Linked DNA regions of Mus musculus: region 2 is linked to region 1. A link is a contact called in public Hi-C data. All regions are on one chromosome and are shown on one strand. Each heading gives the region's core, a stretch centred on a gene start, on an enhancer-like site or on the middle of the called end of the contact. The rest is flanking DNA. Distances are from core to core; before and after follow the strand shown.

Region 1 (6,505 bases), core at 2,406-4,905:
CAGTCTGCAAAGTCTTACCTCAAGTGCGCAGTCCTAGCTGTTTCCCATTTGATGCTTCGTGATTTACACTCCTATTTCCTAGCCTCCCCCTCTCCCTGACGTCCCCCCACTGAGGTTTTAATATAAGTCAAAGTAAATTCAAATTCTAAGTCCTGCCTTTGCACTAGCTCCCAGCATACTGTTCGATCCAGAACTGACAGGATGCAAAACAAGATATTACTAAATTTAACTTCAGTTTTACTCCCTATCAAGTGTAAGAAACAATATTTTTCACAATTCACTGTTAGCTCACATTCTTCCCAAACTGGAAACAAACTGTGTAATTTTTTCGCTCAACGAAACTTCAATTATGTTACATTTGGAATTGGAGATACGTAAAGTTCCAGGCTTACTTAAGAAGCTCAAAATCTAGTGACAGAGATTTATAGGAGCAAGGGGTAATGTTTTCTTCAAAGACGAAATTAAATGCTTCCCCATGGTCACCGGAGATACTCTGAGAATTCCTCACTTTTCATTGTAAACTTAACAGACAGATATCCTTAAAAGCTAAAGAAATTCCAATGGCTCGCTCCAAATTAATATATTGTGGTAAGACAATTGGGAATACCTTTGAGCAGTTACATAGACAGAAGGTAAACATTTATCCTCCCACAAAGCAATTACATCTCACGTGAGAACTGACAAACTGGGGTGGAGACATGTAATGGCTTCATACGGAGAGGCCGGCTTCCCAGCTCTGTGACCTTGAGCAAGCTGCTTTGCCTTCACAGTGCCTTTCACTTACCTACTAACTAGTCTTAGGAGTAGTAAAGGAATTTTTACTACTGTAAAACACTCAGACTAGTACCTTACTCTTTTCTTAACTGTGAAATTGTTTTCACTCACTATGGCATAGTTCCCAGAATGCAGAACAATGTGAATTCCACAACTAAGCCTGAGCAGGTCACATACCTGTGTGGATGCAGAGGCAAGTGGAACAGAGTTTAAAGCCATTGGAAGCTACACAGCCATTTCAAGGCAAGTCTGATCTCAAAAGGGTAAAATAAAAAACTGAAGTGGAAATAATAAAGCACCTGCGTACACTTTCAACAGTAACCTTACTAGTTTAAGAGGTACCCACCTTCAACAAAATGTGAGCCCTCAGTAACAAACTCCAGTAACTGGCCGAAGATTGCAGTGATGGCTTTCTTTGCCAGCACAAAGTGCTTCAGTGGAGATACCGTTTCTGCCATTATGCACCTAGGTTGAGAAAAAGGTTAGAAAAGCAATAATTAAGCCGGGCGTGGTGGCGCATGCCTTTAATCCCAGCCCTTGGGAGGCAGAGGCAGGCGGATTTCTGAGTTCGAGGCCAGTCTGGTCTACAGAGTGAGTTCCAGGACAGCCAGGGCTATACAGAGAAACCCTGTCTCGAAAAACCAAAAAAAGAAAAAAAAAAAAAAAGAAAAAAAAGAAAAGCAATAATTAGCCTGTGGATGACAAATGCCTGGAGTCTCAGCTACTGGGGCAGGCTGAGGCAGGGGGTGCACTCACACCAGGAAGTCCAGTTTTACCTGGACAATGCGACATAGCAGGGCTTTCCTCATCTCCAAAGCTCTACTTAAACTTAACAATGAGGGGCTTGAAGACGTGATTCAGCAGTTAAAGAGAACTGGCTGCTCTTCTAGAGGACCCAGTTCTATTCCCAGCACCCACATGGCAGTTCACAACTGTCTTAAGACTCAAGTTCCAGGGGTTCTGATGTCCTCCTCTGGCCTCCACAGACACAGGTACACACATGGTACACCAAAATTTGGTTGCATATATATGCAATCAAAATACCCGTACACATTTAAAAAAAAAAAAAAAAGCTGAATGATAAAGGTGTGGTGTTACACACCTGTGATCCCAGCCAGGAGGAGGCTGAAGCAGGCCAGCCTTGGTAAACCTTGTTCAAAACGAAAAACTCAAAATCTCTCAAAACAGTTCAGGTGGAGGAGACTAAGTTCAATCCTCCAGAAACCAAGTGGTTGAAGGAGAGAACCAACTCCAGCAAGTTGTTCTCTGCCTCCAAACACCAACTGTGAAAGTCTACCGCTTCCACATATAAGTTAAATATAATTTTAAAAACCATATGAAAACAGGGCAGTGGTGGCGCATAGTCCCAGCACTCAAAGACAGCTGGATGTCTGTGAGTTCAAGACCAGCCTGGTCTACAGAGCAAGTTCCAGGACAGTCAGGGACACACAGGGAAACCCTGTCTCAAAATCAAACAAATAAAAAACAAAAACAAAAACAAAAGAAGAAGAAGAAGAAGAAGAAGAAGAAGAAGAAGAAGAAGAAGAAGAAGAAGAAGAAGAAGAAGAAAGAAGAAATGAAATGTGCATGCCTCCAGGGCTAGGCAGATGTCTCAGTGCTTTAAAACACTTGTTGCTCTTCAGAAGGACTTAAATTGGTAGCTCACAACCACCTGTAACTCCAGTTCCAGGGGATCTTATGCCCTATTCTGACCTCAAGGGCACTGCGCAGAAACTGTGGTGAAACATGCATCCGTATATGGAAGAAAAACATACACATTAAAAAATCTAAAAACAGAGCAAACATTTAAAATCATGCTTAGTCTGATACCTGCTAGTTCATGCCTCAATTTCCTAATAGCAAAAAATTAACCTGGCCAAATAGATAAAATACTTTTTAGTATTATTTATTTATTTACAGAAACCATGTTAGTCAGAAACCAAAGATTACTCTCGAGTGATCTCCCATTAAAAAAAGAGAAATTTGCCTCCTGTCATGTTACCTGTAATTCAGTTACTCAGGAGTGTCACACAGGAAAAGCTGAAAATTCAAGTCTACAAGAGGCAACAGAGTGAGATCAAGGCTTGCCTGGGTCTCTCAGTGACACTCAGTTTAGAAACCGGTTTAGGGATACAATGGCATTTGCCTAGCATGGGAGACCTGGGAGGGGCTCAATCTTCAATCCTGGAAGAGTAGATATGTAAATAAATGTAAAATCGGTAAAAGCTAGTAACAAAAATCTTGGTTGTAATCCCTAATTTATTTTCCTCGAGTGAAGATGAAACTAGTTTAGCTAAACTAAGTTTCCCAGTTAGCGAAGAAAATAAAAGAATGCCCAAGTCTTAATGCAGTACAGACACCAAGAAGGTAGCAGCTTTCGTCACAATTACGGAGTCAAGACTTAAAGAAGGCATGAAGGAAGGCTTCAAGCCAAAGTCCCCAAACTTAAAGGAATGTTGAATTTAAAGTAAAAGACGTTCTACCTGGAAGCTCCTATGAAAAGCCACCAAAGACAAGCACACGCTAACGCTGGTGTGCGTGAAAAGAAGCGCCGTGGCCACCAGGAGGGTGGCTCCCTCCGGAATCCTGAACTGACGGCGCGGAGGAGGTGCGTGGGGAGAGGAAGCCGCGTGGGCCGAGAGCCTGCCCAGCCGGGTGGATTCCTACCTGGACAGGGCCTTCCCTCAGGCTGGCCGCCCGTCGCCCTTGCCCGGCCCGCCGCCCCGGCCCGTCAGGGCGCTCGCGCTGCGCCGGTCCGGAGCTCGAAGGTCACCCCGGACGTCGCCACCCGCCAGCGGACACTCACTCCGTCCCTGCTCCCCACTGTCACCCAGCAACCACAGCTCCGCCACAGCCCCCTGGCTGTCTCATCCTCCCGAAAGAGGGGAGGTGCCCAGAGGAGGGGCTAGGGGCGGCTACTTCCGGCGCTTCGGATCTCCTATTGGCTGACGCTTCGAGACCAGAACTGCATATATTGCGGGCGCCATTTTCCTTCAGGGCTGAAGGCGAGGTTTGTTTTGGGCAGGAGTTCTTATTAACCACTGGGCTGTTTTCTGTTCCACCTTCCAACTCCTCCCCTTGGTTTTTCCCTTCAGAGTTTTCAAAGCTCAAAGGCGCCAAGTGTGAAAAGATGTCCATGGTTATCTGAGGGTGTAGGGGGAGAAGTACCCCAAAACCACATAGATGTTTATCATGCGGGGGGGGGGGGGGGGGTCGTCAAAACTTTGACTTTTCCAATTGCTCTGGTCTTGATTGGTTTTCTGGGGTTACTGGAGTGAGCTGTGTGTGTCTACTTACTGTAAGAGGTATTACTCAAGAAAATTAATTGTTCATGATTTAAACTTTGTTAGGAATCACCTGGGAATCTTGTTAAACCATTGATTGATTGATCGAGGGTGAAGCCCAAGGACTCTACATGTTCCACCTTCCAAGAGAGGTTTCACAGCATGTGTCCTGAGAGGTTCTTTACAGAGTTAGCAAATGAGATGCTTTTGCCAGGGAAGCCCCTTTATCCATATGAATGGCAGCTACCTCATCTATAAAATACTAAAAATGCCTACTTCATGAATTGTGGGAAAGTAAATGGGTTAGGGTGTAAAGTGCTTAAAACATTGATGGGCACCTGCAAAAGTTGGATAAATAAAAATAAAAGTTGGATAAAAAAGTTGGATAAATACAGTGAATGAGATCATTTCAGACTATGACTGCTATTATGGGGGGGGGGGGAGATCAGGACAAGAGGATAGAGTGAAGAAAAATGAGCAAGGTGGAGCCAAAGAGGTATGTGTTTTCTGAAAGGATGTCATTTCTCAGGTCATTTCAGGACTGTTACTGGGAATATCTGGAGAAAAACTGTCCAAGACACATAGGAAGGACAGTGCTAAAATGGATGAGTTAAAAAAACAAGCATGAGCTGGGCGTGGTGGCACACACCTTTAATCCCAGCACTCGAGAGGCAGAGACAGGCAGATTTCTGAGTTTGAGGCCAGCCTGATCTACAAAGTGAGTTCCAAGACAACCAGAGCTATACAGAGAAACCCTGTCTCCAAAAAAAACAAACAAACAAACAAACAACAACAAAAAACAAAACAAAACAAAACAACAACAAAAAGAACTCACAAACCCGCTGTCACAGCCTCCCAAGTGCTAGAATTCAGATCTGTGCTCTCACTCTGCCTAAATTTGAAGATTTTTGTTTTGGGTTGTTTTTTGGAGACAGTGTCATTTTATATAGACAGTCCTGGGTCCTGGAACTCACTATGTAGAACAAGTTAGCCTTGGACTCACAGAGATCCAATGCCTTTGCCTCCCAGGCCAGATTTTTTAAAATGATTTTTTTCTTTTTGAGACAGGGTTTCTCTGTGTAGCCCTGGAACTCACTCCATAGACCAGGCTGGCCTTGAACTGCCTATTTCCAGGGTATATAGCCAATAAGGATCAGTACTTAAGAGACTGGGGAGAAGGCTCAAGCAGTAAAGTTCTTGCTGTGATGGCATAAAGACCTGGATCCAGATCTCTAGCCACTCATGGGGAAAACAATAATGCTGGGGGTGGGGAAATCTCTGGAGCTGGCTGGCCAGGCTAGCAAATCAGTGAGCTGAGTTCTTTGAAAGACTTGCCAGGCATGGTGGCACACACCTTTGAACCCAGCACTTGGGAGGCAGAGGCAGGAGGATTTCTGAGTTCGAGGCCAGCCTGGTCTACAGAGTGAATTCCAGGACAGCCAGTGCTACACAGAGAAACCCTGTCTTGACAAACAAAAAACAAAAAAGAAAGACTGTTTCCAAAATAAGGTGGAGACTGATAGTGAACGTTGCTCACTGTTGATCTCTAGCGGCTAATGTACTCACACGTGTGCACATACTATGCAAAGCACAGCAAAGACAGGTCAGTACCTAGGGGCTGGCGAATAACTCAGTGACAGTGTGTTTAGTGTGCACAAAGTCCAGAGTCCAATCCCAGTGACAACTGACATAAACTGGAGTCATCAGGGAAGAGGGAACACCCAATTGAGGAACTGTCTTCAAATAATTGGCCTCTGGGCAAGTCTGTAGGGCATTGTGTTGATTAATGTGTGAGATCCCAGCCCACTTTGGAAGGTGTCACCCCTGGGCAGGTGCTCCTTGGTTGTATAAGACAGCAAGCTGAGTGAGGCATGGAGAATAAACTAGTAAACAGTATTTTTACTGAACTCTGCTTCAGTTCCTGCCTTGGCATCTCTTAATGATGGACTATAAAGTTTAAGGTAACACACACACACACACACACAAAGAAAAAGAAAACTAAAACAAAAACAGGAAGACCCCTTTCTTCCCCAAGTTGCTTTTTGGTCATAGTGTTTGTCATAGCAGTAAAAAGTAAAGTAGGCCAATCCTAACACTAAAACACACAAAAATGACCATTTAAAATTATTGACCAAAAAAAAAAAAAAAAAAAAAAGAGTCTTGGGTCTAGAGAGATGGCTCAACAGTTAAGAGCACTGACTGCTCTTCCTGATGTCCCGAGTTCAATTCCCACCAATCACATGGTGGCTCACAACCATCTGTAATGGGATCTGATGCCTCTTCTGATGTGTCTGAAGACAACTACACTGTACTCTTATACATTAAATAAATAAATAAATATTTTAGAAAGTATAAAAACTCTCAAGGCTAGGTGCCAGGTACACACTTTTAATCCCAGGGTTCAGAAGGCAGAACCAGGAGAGTTCAAGGTCAGTCAGGTCTACATA
Region 2 (6,505 bases), core at 2,041-4,540, 3.2 Mb before region 1:
TATTCATTATTTCCTAATCTATTCATTATCCAGAAAACATTCTCAAGACTAACTGTAGCCCAATATAGGGGCTGACTGAGAACAGTCATGAGTAAAAGCCTCATCACGTTCACATAAAACAGGATTTAGCAAATACCTACAAACAAGTTAGTTCTATGAAAACATGGTACTATGTTGTTCTGTAATGAAACCTTATAGGTCATCTAAATATATTTGTTTATAAGAATGTTTGCTTAAAGGTAGACATCAGCACTATACAAATAAATATGCTATATGAGTATTCTTCTCTTACCACAAATTTTAGCAGCTGCATGTGGTCAACAGCTACCGCTAGCATGTGTAAAGCTGTGGGTTTGACTGACAGCTCTGGCAAAGTAATAAATGATAACAATAATAACAATAACAACAACAACACACTAGGCATCTAACGGTCCTATGCTGTTATAATTGAGATGCTGTTAATGACGGACTATAATGACTAAGTACAACATGTTACTGAAAAGGGCTACACTATGAATATGAACTACACCAGAAATACATAATAACTTTTAGCATAAAATAATTTGAACATTATGTGTGAAAGAAAAACAAAAAAGAAAAAAGAAAAGGATATTCCACAAGTTTTCACTATTTTCATAAAGGGAAAATGTCAGTTTTTATCATGATTTCTCATCATTAGGCAATTAAAAATATTTAATAGAGATAAGAAATCAATCAATTTTTTTAAAACTGCAAATAAAATAAAACAGAAGATATAATTGTCTCTATCATAAAAACACAGCAAGTTAAGTTAGATGTCTCAGGAAGCAAATGAGAACCTGAGTTTGATTCCTGAGACCCACAAGGTAGCAAAGAACTGACTGGCACAGGGTGTCCTGACTTACTTACACACATACCCAAACACACTAAGCAGTAATCAAAAATTAAAAACAAAAAGTATCTTTTTTTTTGTTAAATTATTGGTTGAAAGCCAGGATTCATATGAAATGTTCCAAAACATTTCCAAAACAACCTGTCCCTATGATTTATTGATTTACCCAAATTTTCCCTTTTATGAATTTTACAATTAACATAATGCTGGTGACTAAACCCAGTGAGCAAAATAATAATAAAATTTGCATTATTTGTATATAAAATTTGTATAATTTGAATAATCCAAGATAGAATTTTTTAACTGAATTCTTGGAGTAGCAACTAGAAAGGCTGTTTATTACTGAGCTAGTACAACATACTTCGTTCCTTTGTACACACTGTCCTTAATTTGTATTTAAGTGATTACACAAACTTAGTCAGCAATTCAAAGTCCTGCTTTGGCACAAGGGTTTTTGTTTTTGTTTTTTTAAAGATTTATTTATTTTTATTTAGATGAGTACACTGTAGCTGTCTTCAGACACACCAGAAGAGTGCATCAGACCCCATTACAGATGGTCTGTGAGCTACCATGTGATTGCTGGGAATTGAACTCAGGACCTCTGGAAGAGTCAGTGCTCTTAACTCACTGAGCCATCTCTCCAGCCCTGGCACAAGTTCTTAAAGACTTGATTATCTTAAAAGTAAAACCAGTGACAGACAACTAAATATCAGAGATAGTATTTTTTTTTTTTAAAATGGAAAGCAACTTGTTCAACTTGTTAGTCAGGGCCATGAGACAGCTGACTTAAAAATGACCACACAGCTTCTGGTTTATCCCTTTCAGCCGTAAACATAAAGCCATTTCTCACAACATTACCAGATTTCTATCTGGAAGATAGGAATGATCACATAGAAAGATTTTATTCAAGCTAACAAAAAAGTACCTCACACTGAGAGACTGTCTTAACATACTGGGAAAGGCTTGAAAAAACAGCCTTAAAAACTATTTTCTCACCCAAAACATCAGATAAAAAGGTGTTAAATCTTTTGTTTACTTGACGCCTGAGAAGTCAAAAGCAGATCAGATTTGTAATAATTAACTTCCTTACTGTACTGGCTTGCCACAAGAAAGCAAGTGTGGATTAAATGACATCATTAGCTTGGATTCCCAATAAAGCTGGAATACTTCAATTTGCAACAGTTAGCTAAAAATAAAGACCTACCATTTGTATGAGGGAGTGGCAGGCGGTTCTAGTTTTATTTATAAGATTTCTTTATTTAAGAATGATGCTTACTGTAAAATAAACAGGAGACTGACTGAAATACATACTTTTTAGTTTTCACCTGAAAAACTGTTCTACCACAAGAAAAAAGAATGAAGATTTTGGTCTCAAAACAGGACATTTCTGTTTCTCTAAGATTTATCACTGCCTTGAAACCTCGTAGAAAAAAAATACTGCAATTGGTACAATTTCAAAATTAAACAGCATATAGATTAGCATTCCTAGAACTGAAGTGATGTCTGCCTTAACTGTCATTGTCGCCTTGGCGTTGTTATTTTCTGGGCTGCAAGTGCCAAGGGACATGAGAGATTTTCGTCTGTGAATGATTTCTGAGAAAGGTGACGCTTTTTAGACACTTAAGTCACTCTAGGGTTTTCTTTTTCTTTTTCCAGGTAATACAGTAATGTTCAAAAGTTAAACCACTGGCTCCTAACCCGTGCGTTCTAACCGCCTTGAGGGGTGGGTGACACACAAGAGATGCACAGAGAAGTTGCACCGGTCTGCGGTGAAGACCTTTCCGGCGCGCCTTCCTCCTAGGCCCAGGGCGAGCTTCCGCCGGGAGGCCGAGGAGGACCCAGACCTCCTCCGGAGCCCGCACGAGCCTAGTTCGGAGTCCGGGGGAGCCGCCTGACCCGCGCCCCGCGCCGCTACCTCCGCCACCTCGGGGCCCGCGCGGCTCGCGACCCTCAGCGGCCGCAAGCTGCAGTGCATCCCCGCGCTGTGCGGAGCCCGGGCCGAGAGAGAGCCGCGCGCCCCCGCCGCGGCCTAGCCCTCGCCGCCCCGCCGCGCCACCCAGCCCTCACTTACCAGCTGCTGCCGGACCCAGCGCCACATGCCCCCGCCGTCGCCGACGCCGTCGTGGCCCGCCGGACGCGGGACCGAGCGGCAGCAGGTGGAAGAGGACTCCGAGTGTGACCGGAGCAGGCGAGCCCCTCGGGCTTAAGTTCTGCTCTCTGCTGTCCCCGCTTTTCTACCCGAGTCGGGTCCCCATCCCGCCACCCCGGCCCGGAGGTCCTACAGGCGCGGCCTGGCTGCCAACCGCGCCCGGCGCAGCACTACTCCCCGCTGAGCCGCCGCCACCTTCATCTCTGACCGTTGTCACCCGAAGCACCGCCGCCCCCACGGCGCCGCCCCGCCCTCGCCCGCCATGGGCCCGCCCCCACGGCGCCGCCCCGCCCTCGCCCTCCATGGTCCCGCCCCCAAGCCCTGTGCCCCTCCCTCACCTGCTCTGGACCCGCCCGCTTCTTTACCTCTCGGAGGCCCACCCTTCCGTGTTTCCGCGCGGGTTTGCCCGCCCCTTTCCGGGGCGGTTTGTCGCGAAAACGTGAGCGCTGTCAGGCTCGCCGGCTCTGTGGGCCTTTTTCGAGTTTTTGTATCTTGGCCGGCTAGGCTGTAGCAACTCCTCGAAGAGGAGTTGGCTCTGCCCTGTCACAGATCTTCCCCCTCCCCCACCAACCCCCCCCCCCATCCACCCCAACATTCGGATCCACACCAGCAAATGTATGTGACCAAAAGGTCTGTGCCCAGACCATTAAATTATCAAAGACTTACATTTGGAGAGGGAGATGATTATGATCAAACTAAATTGTACAAAATTCTTATAGACTTGGTAAAAAAAATTTTTTTAATTGTCAAAGGCATTTAATTGCTTCACACATAACTCAGCGAGTAACCAAAGTGGACTAATATTGGGGAAAGTTTGAGATTTCTCTGTGAGAGTCCAGCCTGCACCTCAATTTCTGGAGCTATTGCTGAGTTCCTATCCTGATGAATTAAGCTGGAAAGGCTAAGGGGAGAGACTTTCCTCGGAAAGCTAATTGCTAAGCATGCAATGAAAACTACCTCCAAAGTAGCGTGACCTCTCTAACAAGGGTGTGGATAACTTTTAAGAAGGCCCATACAAGCAACTGGAACAAGTTTATACTGTCTAAAAGCAGCCACCTGTTCGTCTTCGTCGTACTCTCTTTTTCCTGAATTAAAACACGTCACCATCAGACATTTGTAATTTGAAAAGTAACATTCTGCAAAAACCTAAATCTAAGCTACGGTGATTAGACAAATCTGTCTTTTGGTTTCAGTAGTCATGTCTTAGTTAATCCAGCATTGCAATTAGAGTCTTTCAGTTATCTATGGCCTATAAAATCTGCAATGGAGCCCTTTAATCCCTTTTTAATCCCTGCACTCGGGAGACACAGGCAGGCAGATTTCTGAGTTCGAGACCGGCCTGGTCTACAAAGTGAGTTCCAGGACAGCCAGGGCTATACAGTGAAACCCTGTCTCGGGGGGGGGGGGGGGGGACCTGCAATAATTTTTTTTTAATATTATAAATTACCCAAATTTAGGACAGATATTTAAAAAGAAAAAGGAACCTTCGTTTTGCTCTTATGCCCGACCCTTACTCTGTGACACCAGCATAAAGTTACTGGAATGCTTTTAGAGAAAACAAAATGTTACTTCCGTTCTAAGGCAGTGTCCCAGAACCCACTGCGTCAAGCTCTACCCGATACTCTAATTGGGTCTCTGAAGTACGTATTATCCCGATTGTGCAGATGGAGAAGCTCAAGTTAAATAATTCGGCAAAACTGTGATTTGGATTATGGATAATCGGACAGTAGAACCTGTGTTCTTAAGCTATATTCCTAAACAAACTTACTTCTCACATCTCGTTTCTCAGTGACTTGGTTACAAAGTAGGCCTGGAAATGTTTTATTTATATGCCACCAAAATTTGTCAAGAAAACCTGTAAAACAGCAACCTAGAGGATGCATTACATATCATTGAACTGGCTTCCAAATTTCTAAAGGTGGAAGTGGACAGGGGGTGGGGAATTAGGAAGGAGTTGATTCGAGGTGTTATGAGGCAATGTGGCAAAAAGCAGCTCAAATATGTGAAGACCATATGAAAGTCCAAACTGTCAGGAACAAAAATAGCAACAGGGCAGTGTTTTGCTCCAAACATTTTCTACCAGAACCATAGCATGGCCGAGCATTTTTATACTATAGTTGTAATTCTTTAGTGGTGGTAAAATCTTCTCCATGTATAATAATCAGGGTTTTTTTTTTAATTAAATTTATTTCTTGGAGGTAGGAGTATGTGCCATGTGGGTGTATAGAGGTCAGAGGGATCAATTCTCTGAAATCTTGATTTCAGTTGTATGTGTATGCTATTGGGAACAAACAAAAGAAACTTGCCCTAAGTACTGACATTTTGTTTTTAACCTCCATTTAACCATAGGGGGAAACTAAGTTCAAGGTCCCAGGCCCTAGGGGAGCTGGGGACTTCCCAATAGCTGAATGCCTTCTGTTGTAAAGAGACACTTGTCTGGGTCCAGCCATCTCAAGGACAACTTTCCCAACTTGCTGGCAGGGTTAAACTAAGTTCACGTTCCCAGGCCCAGGAACCAATTCCTGTCCTGATTGATGGGAAAATGTAACAATTACTTGTCACAGAAGTTGTGGTTTTCGAGCTTAAATGATCTGAGATATTCTGGCTCTTTGTTGCAGTTGGATTTAAGTGGACCCCATGAAAACACCTTCACATAATATAAAAGGAATTACACCCTGTTGCTTGTGATTGGGAAGGCTTAGGGAGAGAGAAGAGAAAACTCATGATTTAAGAAGGCAGGTACCAGGTATAAAAAAAAAAAAAAAGTTTGGAGGTAGTAGCAGTTCATTTATTCCACAACTATTTCTTCAGCATCAAATGATTGTGTGAAGACTGCCTAAAATTAGGAAAGGGCACAAAACCCACTTTAGAGTGGCCTCCTCTGTCCTGGCTGCAGCTTATAATCTAGTTGGAAAGAGCAGTCACAGAGGGGAGGTGAGCCAGCCAAGTAACCGTTAAATCCTAAAGTATTCTACTGATGATCATTGGTAATTTCAGAAACTTGACGTGAACAACAGTAGTTGGGGAAAGCGCCAGGAGAAAGGCTATCAAAGTCATTTCTCTTTATCTCTGATTCTAGGCAAATCCTTTAGCACTGGACCACATCTGAATTCAAACTGAGTTTGAAATGAGAGGTTAAAGAAGGGGTAGACTTTGCAACCGGATGAGCTAGCTGCAGGGGCAAATGTTTGGGTGAAGAAAGCTTTGGATGTGTAAGATGGTGTAACTAATTCAGGGAAAGAAGAAGTGGGGCTGCATGGGTAAAGTGAAACCCGGGAGGCCGAGTTTCTGACTAATTACAAGTGTTTGCTTATTTTTTTCTTTAAATGGACATTGCACATGGGGGGACCCATGACTCCAGCTGCATATGTAGCAGAGTCGGTCATCAGTGGGAGGAGAGGCCCTTGGTCCTGTGAAGGTTCTATGCCTCAGTGTAGGGGAATGCCAGGGCCAGGAATGGGAGTGGGTGGGTTGGGGAGCAGGGG

Evidence for each region. A called contact is a pair of places that touch in the nucleus more often than the background predicts.
Region 2: a Hi-C map of uterus shows a contact between it and region 1, with 5 times the contacts expected there. The contact joins the promoter of Atp11b here to the promoter of Mfn1 in region 1. A contact is called at or near these places in 1 of 39 promoter capture datasets (pre-B cells) and 1 of 484 Hi-C or Micro-C datasets (uterus).

What each region holds. Positions count from the first base shown.
Region 1 is chr3:32,526,632-32,533,136 of GRCm38.p6, reverse strand. Mfn1 (mitofusin 1) reads right to left here and starts at 3,655. Exons shown (of 18, transcript NM_024200.4): 1 at 3,442-3,655; 2 at 1,121-1,239. The coding sequence starts at 1,232.
Region 2 is chr3:35,750,848-35,757,352 of GRCm38.p6, reverse strand. Atp11b (ATPase, class VI, type 11B) reads right to left here and starts at 3,290. Exons shown (of 30, transcript NM_029570.4): 1 at 2,943-3,290. The coding sequence starts at 2,969.